2 separate regions of the Zea mays genome follow, and region 2 is linked to region 1. A link is a contact called in public Hi-C data. All regions are on one chromosome and are shown on one strand. The core of a region is the stretch at or near the end of the contact, and the rest is flanking DNA. Distances in the headings are between cores, read along the strand shown. Region 1 holds the start of LOC103638033. Region 2 holds the start of LOC100277118.

Region 1 (3,815 bases), core at 814-3,313:
GGACAGACCCGGATGCTGTTCTTCCGTCACGCGGGGAAGACGTCGTCGATTCCGCCGCCGTCGGGCGGGCTGACGGCCGCCATTGTCGTTGTCGCGCGGCGGAGGAAGGAGTACCATGTCATAGCTGCCGTCGAGGGACATGAACTCGAGGCTCCCAAAATGGAGCAGCGTCCCGGGTTGGAGAGGTTGCTGGAGACTACCCATCTCGAGCTTGACGGGAAGCTGTTCGTCAACATGCAGCAGGCCCCTACCTGGCGCGCCAACTGTCGGCGTTTCGACCCCGGGGGGTCCCTGGACCGACGAGTAAATTGTCGCTGCGTGTCCCAGCCCAGATGGGTCGGCGCGAGACGGAACACAAGGGGGAGCAAAAGAGGGAACCGCGGCTCGTGTTGTCCTGCGCCCAGGGCGGATGCGCTTGCAGTAGGGGGTTACAAGCGTTCGCGAGGGAGAGAGAGAGCGAGGGCCTGTGCGTCAGCCCGTTCTCCCGCGCGGCCACATTCTCGTACGAGGGCCCTGGACCTTCCTTTTATAGATGTAAGGAGATGGTCCAGGTGTACAACGGGGAGCGTAGCAATGTGCTAACGTGTCTAGCGGAGAGGAGCCAGAGCCTTATGTACATGCCGACGTGGCTGTTGGAGAGGTGTTGGTGCCCTGTTCATGTGATGTCGTGGCCGTCGGAGGAGCGCTTGAGCCCTGTAGGAGCACAGCTGTCGGGTCCTTGCTGACGTCTTCTCGCTTCCGTAGGGGGCTGAGAACCGCTGTCGTCATGGAGCACGTGGGGTGCCATCATTACTTATTTACCGGGGCGAGCCAGATGGGACGCCGGTCTTGTTCCCCGTAGCCTGAGCTAGCTAGGGGTAGGGTAATGATGTACCCCCTGTGGCGTGGTCGGTCCGAGCCCGAGGTCGGGCGAGGCGGTGACTCCTCCGAGGTCGAGGCTGAGTCCGAGCCCTGGGGTCGGGCGAGGCGGAGTCCGTCGTCCGAGGTCGAGATTGAGTCCGAGCCCTGGGGTCGGGCGAGGCGGAGTCCGTCGTCCGAGGTCGAGGTTGAGTCCGAGCCCTTGGGTCGGGCGAGGCGGAGTCCGTCGTCCGAGGTCGAGGTTGAGTCCGAGCCCTTGGGTCGGGCGAGGCGGAGTTTCCTATGGCGCCTGAGGCTGGACTTGGCTGCTGTCAGCCTCACCCTGGCGGGTGGCACAGCAGTCGGAGCAGGACAGGCGGCGCTGTTTTCCTGTCAGGTCAGTCAGTGGAGGGGCGAAGTGACTGCGGTCACTTCGGCCTTGTCGACTGAGGAACGTGCGTCAGGATAAGGTGTCAGACGATCCTTGCATTGAATGCTCATGCGATACGGTCGGTTGGCGAGGCGATCTGGCCAAGGTTGCTTCTCCGCGAAGCCTGCCCGAGCTGGGCCTCGAGGAGACCCTCGGGCGAGACGTGAATCCACATGGGTCTGCTGTTCTTGCCCGAGGCTGGGCTCGGGCGAGGCGAGATCGTGTCCCTTGAGTGGGCGGAGCTTTGACCTGTATTGCGCCCATCAGGCATTTGCAGCTTTGTGCTGATGGTGGTTACCAGCCGAGTTTAGGAGTCTTGGGGGTACCCCTAATTATGGTCCCCGACAGAGCTAATAGTTAGTTAGCTAAAAATATGCTAGTAGAATTAGGCCCTGTTTCAATCTCACAGGATAAATTTTAGCTTCCTACTAAACTTTAGCCATATAAATTGAAGTGCTAAAGTTTAGCTCTTTGGGGTGTTTGGACTACTCTAATAAAGTTTAACATATTGGAATAAAAAGACACATATGCCCCTAATGCGGAGAGAGAGGGAATGAGGTTGGAGGGTATGGGTGGAAAATGGGGTTTCCTGGCTCATGTTTAGCTACTTTTAGCACCACTTGAGCAGTTTATAAGATAATATGTGCTAAATTTTATCACACCACCATGTACTTACACACTGGAGCCAGTACTTTAGCTATTAAAGTTTAGTCGGTTTCTGTTGGGACGACGGCCCCACCGCGTCGCGCGCTCAATAACTGTCGCAACGAATAGCCGCTTTGCTCTCCCTTCCCGTTCTCCGTTCCCTAGGCAACGAACAGCTCGTCCCCCGCGCATCCGCAACTCGGCAACTGCACCACCACCGGCGGCGGCTGCGATGGACCAAATCTTCGACGAGAATCACGTGCGGCTGCGGAGCCGCGTGCGCGGGACGTACCTCTACGCCGACGAGGACGGGGTCGGCGTCTCTCTGAGCCGTCGCCGCGCCTCCCTGAACGCGGCGTGGCAGGTGCACCTGGTCCAGAACTTCGTCCTCTTCCGCAGCGCCGCCTACGGACGCTACCTCGCGGTCTCGCGGGAAATGGCGCCTCCAGGCCACCGCGGCCTCCGCGTTGTCCAGCGCGACTACGACGAGCTGGTACTGTACGCCGTCGCGTGGAGGCCCATTGGGGCGCCGCTCACCGTAGACGACGAAGCCGAAGCCGACGTCGTCCTGCGCTACGGGTCCACCCGCTACCTCCGCGCCAACGGCAGGCACCGCCGCTGGCACACCGGGGTCACCGTCGATGACAACGGCGGTGTAAGGACCACGATGATGTTTTGGATGGTCGAGGAAATCCCCCCGAGGATCGAGCCACCTGTCCTTCCACTTCCACCACCCCCAACTATGGTGAGTTCAACGTCGGTCCAATTCGATTCATCGCCTTGGTTTGGACGGAGCACGGTTCTTTGAAACCTATCCATCGATCCCGTTCTTGCCCATGTCTGCAGTCTGCACTAACTGCCGTTCGTTCTTGGCACATTTCGTGGCAAGACTACTACACCGGGTCTCATGAGCCTGCTGCTCCGGCGCGCTGAACCCACGTCAGAGCCACTGAGGACGATCCGATACGTGCGGGCAAACAATGTGGGGAACTTCAACCCGCTCGGCTGGGCCACGTTCCAGTTCTACGGCAGGTCTGTGTACTTGCTCCTGTGCAGGCTGGCGTACCAGCTAGGCGAAACCATCTCCGTCGGCGGCGAACGGGGCGTCATAGGCATCGCGCTGTGCGTGCAGGCCGGCAACTGCGCTCGGCTGACTCCTCTGGTCACCGACCTGCCTTGGTGCGACGACCCCATGAACATCGTTGTCCTTGCCACCGATTCCTATGGTGAGAGCTGCTTCTCAGTTGCCAGTTGATTCAGTGCGTCTGTTCTAAATTTCTGATAAATGATGTTGAGTCGATCATGGCTATCCTGATGGGATTGGAAATGTCAAGTATTCTCATAACAGCCCCCTGTAGGTTTTAGTTTTCTGTGAGTCGCTAAGTCATACCGATGACAATAGACACTGAATCTGCATTCCGACTAAAACAGCTCATATGTTCAGTTCAGACTACCTCTATAGTTTCGAAGTTGCTGTTCTAAGAGATGTGTAAAATAGTTGCTGCATGCATGTACAATCCACTTCTTTTGCCAATGAGTGGACTAAGCAGTTGAGACTATAGAGGTTGAGAAGATTGAATTTGTTTCACTTGTCAGAAAAAATACAGTTGACACTGCTACTGATTTCTCCTATCTATTTTTCATTTTTGGTTGTCATAGTATTTACAAAATTTTGTCAGATCATGGAACTGCTGCAAATAGTTGCATCACCCATAACATGCCTCCTAACCCACTCGTGTTTTTCACTTGCACCTTTGTGAATTTCAGCTGCGACGCAACTGCGGCACCCCAATGTTGACGAACCCTAGAGGTGTACGAGAGCTTGACGAAGTGACAACAGCTTCGCGACTGATCTCTTCAAAAAAAAAACAAAACGTGCTTCCGATGCAACGGCTTTAGAAGT
Region 2 (4,132 bases), core at 519-3,018, 130 kb before region 1:
CTAACTGACGAAGGATAACGCCAAGAGAAAAGACTCACCTGCTGAGCGTGATCATTGTCTGCATCGAACGTGTCATGGTACACCACGTAATCCAAGTCCGTCAAGGTGCAGAGTGCAGACGATGTCCAAGAGTAGCTTGGGTCGATCACGACAGCTCATGGCCACCCACCGAGTACCCTCTCTCCCGCTAATTCTGCACGGTGACTGACTGTCCGCCGTCACCGTGGGCGCCTCCGCCTAGTCAGCACAGCTCTCGGCCTCCTCGTCCTCGTTGAGAAGCTGGTGGAGTCTTCGTTCCATGTTGATGGCCACAACGTCTCCCTCCAAACCATCGTCGCACAGAGCACGGCCCCGCAGAGGACATGCCTGAGCCTGGACTCCACGCGCCTGACTCGTGTTGCGTCATCGATCGGCATGCCCTGTCTCCTCGTCGTGCACGCACACGAGCGTGGCGACCACCGTGCGTCCAAGCCCTGACGTCGACGATGTCACACAGAGGTCGTGCAGCGAAGACCTCAAAGAGGAGGCTCGGACGATCGGGGCCGACGAGCTCGAACAGGGTGAATAATGTCCCAGCCCCAGCCCTTGTCCCCATGGCGGTAAATGCGTCGGCCGAGAGCGAGGACTCCAGTCTCGTCAGCAGAGCGTCGGCTACCTTGAAGGTCGCGGCGTCGATAACGTAGAAGAGTCTCGGTATGAAGGTGGAGGACATTGAGATGGGGAGATCAGTCATGGCGTTTGTCTCTCACTGTCAGTAACCTCTTAATCGGGAGCTCAACTCACGCAATAGGGTCTAAAGGAGTCTGCATTTCTAAATAATAAGTGAGATCGCCATCTCGTTTAGGGATGGATTCGGACGGATACGCATGGAAACAAATCCGATATTTACCATATTTTAATTCGAATGCAAATAACATCGGATACGAATACAATCTATCCGAATTCGGATTCACATTCAGATACTTACTTGATTTGGAACTAGCATATTTTAATTAACGTGGTAGTTCGAATACTTAGTTGAATATCATATTTTTAAATAAATTATTTATACCTTGTATATTTATATTTTGGACTCTAAATTTAATCTTTTTTATATTAAGTATATTTGTATTTTGGACTCTAAGAACTTCAATAATCTAATGTATTCAAAATTAGACTTTTTAATATTAATTAAAAGTTACCATTGTATATCACTAGTAACGTAAGATTAACACAATCATTTATTTATGATATAATTTTTTTTAACATTTTAAATGGTGTACTTCAGTTTTTAGTACATTATTTAAAGTTTAAGATCCTTTGTAATTAGTAATAAAAATAAGTTTAAATTGATTTTATTGAATATTATTTAGTTTCAGATACGAATAGTATCGGATATTTTACGATTTTGTCGAATGTTGTTGAGTATGAATCTTAAACCGGATAAAGAAAAAATGAATTCGAATATATCTATTTAACATCTATATTAAAATCGAACACGAATACAGATATCTATATTAGCATTTTATCCGAATATGAATACGAATAATTTGGATCTCCGGACATCCGAATCCATCCCTAATCTCCTTCCTATTTTATCCAATTCCATTTCTAGATCTCTAGGGAATCCTACCCATTCGTTTGCTAATAGCAAAAATCTCGGCGCACGCTCGCGGGCGGTCCATGGCCCCGCACGGGCCCACCTGCCTTCTGGCGAGCGATGCAGGCATGCAGCAACCGACTTGGGCTTGAAATACCCCTGAGGCCCTGACCCCCGCCTCGCCACCCACTGCCACGCTAACCGTCGCAAAGAACAGCTGCTATGCTGTGCTGCTCTTCCCGCTCCGCCTCGAACCAGCGTCAATCCACTCGTCCACCGTCGCACCAGCACCACGACCACCCGCGGCCGCGATGAACAACTTCCCCGACGGGACGCACGTGTGGCTGCAGAGCCGCGCGCGGCGCGGGTACCTCCACGCCGACGAGGACGGGTCCGGCGTCTCCCTCAGCAACAGCCGCGCCACGCTGAACGCGGCGTGGCAGGTGCACCGGATCGTGCACGGGGGCGTCGACTACGTCCTTCTCCGGTCCGCCGCCTACGGCCGTTACCTCGCGCTCTCAGCGTCCTTGGCGGCGGACGGCCACCGCGGCCGCGAAGCCGCCCAGCGCGACTTCAACGAGCCGCAGCAGCTCAACGTCAGGTGGAGGGCCGTCTCGGCGGGGGACGGCAGTGGCTACGTCCTCCTGTACAACGTCTTGGTGAGCGAGGAACGCTTCCTCCGCGCCAACGGCAGGTACCGCCGCTGGAACTCCGGCGTCACCGTCGATGTCGTTGGCAACGGGGGCAGGAGCACGATGATGCATTGGACGGTCATGGAGATCCCCCTGAGACCAGCGCCGCCTGCCCTTCCAAATCCATCTACGGTTAGTTCACTGCCCCTTCTCTTTCCACTCCTCTCGTTGATTTGGACGGAACATTGTTCTTGTTCTTGGAACATGTCGATTCCAAGAACTGCTGAATCTTGGCTATTGCATTGCCCTGGGTGCAGTTCTTACGTTTGATTGGCAGAGTTCTGCATTTGTTCTTGAATTCTTGCTCATCTGCATTAGGTTGGCTTTAGGGACAAGACAATTTATCCAAGATACCTGTGTTTTATGTAATTTTGTCTGTCATTCGTTAACTTGCAAAGGATCAAGTTAAGTTAGCTATTGGTTTCTGTGTACGCTTTGTTCTCGTTACAATGTCTATTGCTGTGGCAATAGGATCTGGGAGTCCTTACATTTGGCCTGTTCCATACTCCCACTGGTGCACTGTAGTCCTTACATTTGGCCTGGCTAAATTCTGCCTTGGTTCTAGAATTCTTGCTCCTCTGCGTAAGGTTTATTCTCTATACTAGATTATGATCTTACGAAGATCTGCAAAGGATTGTTGATTTGTTGAGCTGTTGCTAAGTGAGATGTTGCTTTCTGTATGCGTTTTGTTGTCGTTACAATGTGCATTCAGCTACGGAGATACCTGTGTTTTCTGTTGCAATAGGATCTGGGAGTCCCCACTGGCCTGTTACAGCGGCGGCGCACTGGGCGCGTGACGGACCGGCAGCGAACGATCCGGTACATGCGGGCGAACGATGAGGGGAACTTCCTCGGCGCGGAGACATTCAGGTTCTTCGGGCGGTCCGTGTTCAACCTGAGGTACGAGGTGGCGGTGAAAGTGAACGAGGACATGCTGACGATCACGCTGTGCGCGCACGCTGGCTTCTACGGCCGGCTGACCCCTCTGGTCGTCGACCTGCCTCGCAGCCAAGACCCTCTGGACATCGTCGTCCTTCCCAACAATTCACCAGGTGAAAACTTTGCAGTTCCCTCAGATGTGTGGCAAATGTCCGTGGATCCTACTACTGTCATACTGATGCGCATTGTTTTCAGCTGCTATGGGACTGCGGCACCCAAATGTGGATGACCCCGTACCCTGGGAGCAGGACTTCTACAGCAACTTCATGAGTGACCCTCGGATACAGTGACATGAGAATACGTCGACTTCGTTTCTTGGTTCATGTAGTTTCGGAGAACACGGCAGCTCTTCTTGTTTCTGGTAGTTTTGCTGGAGGCGCATTCTACTGACTGAAAGCGGTTTATCTTGCCCATTCAGTACTACGCACAAACTGATCTGGTAACTACCGTTTGGATGGAGTTGATGCTTGAACGATTCTGCGCAGTGGTGTTGGCTGTACACGTGTACTCAGCACATTCGTCTCTATTGGTCATAATACACATTTTGGTGTCTTACTCTATATTTTCTCCCGAATTCTAATACGTCAGATTCTTTTAGGACTAGCTTGACAACCCTATTTTTAAAGAAAATTTTATTTTCTTAAAAGAAAATAAACTATTTTTTAAAAAAAATTGAAAAATCTCTTGGAAAAATATGGTTACCAAACTAGTCCTTAATACGAAGAATTTGACCGATAATGTTTGGCAACCCTGTTGTGATCTGCTGTCCCTTCCGAGGTGTTCACCGCTTCGACTGCCGTAAACTGTTGAACACTCCATTTGGATGTTCCCAATCTACTGTTTAACCACACAAGAAAACCGAGCACCATTTTTACTGGTCTTGCGTGTACCGCTAACTGTTGGGTGTTCTGAATATACAGGG

The links. A called contact is a pair of places that touch in the nucleus more often than the background predicts.
Region 2: a Hi-C map of tassel shows a contact between it and region 1, with 4 times the contacts expected there. The contact joins the promoter of LOC100277118 here to the promoter of LOC103638033 in region 1. A contact is called at or near these places in 2 of 25 Hi-C or Micro-C datasets (ear and tassel).

Annotation. Positions count from the first base shown.
Region 1 is chr9:18,754,947-18,758,761 of Zm-B73-REFERENCE-NAM-5.0, reverse strand. LOC103638033 reads left to right here and starts at 2,063. Exons shown (of 3, transcript XM_008661041.2): 1 at 2,063-2,657; 2 at 2,802-3,138; 3 at 3,680-3,815. The coding sequence starts at 2,145. The coding sequence ends at 3,720.
Region 2 is chr9:18,886,350-18,890,481 of Zm-B73-REFERENCE-NAM-5.0, reverse strand. It overlaps LOC100277118, which reads left to right and starts at 1,768. Exons shown (of 3, transcript NM_001150777.2): 1 at 1,768-2,403; 2 at 3,017-3,323; 3 at 3,406-3,768. The coding sequence starts at 1,891. The coding sequence ends at 3,500. It also overlaps the pseudogene LOC109942476.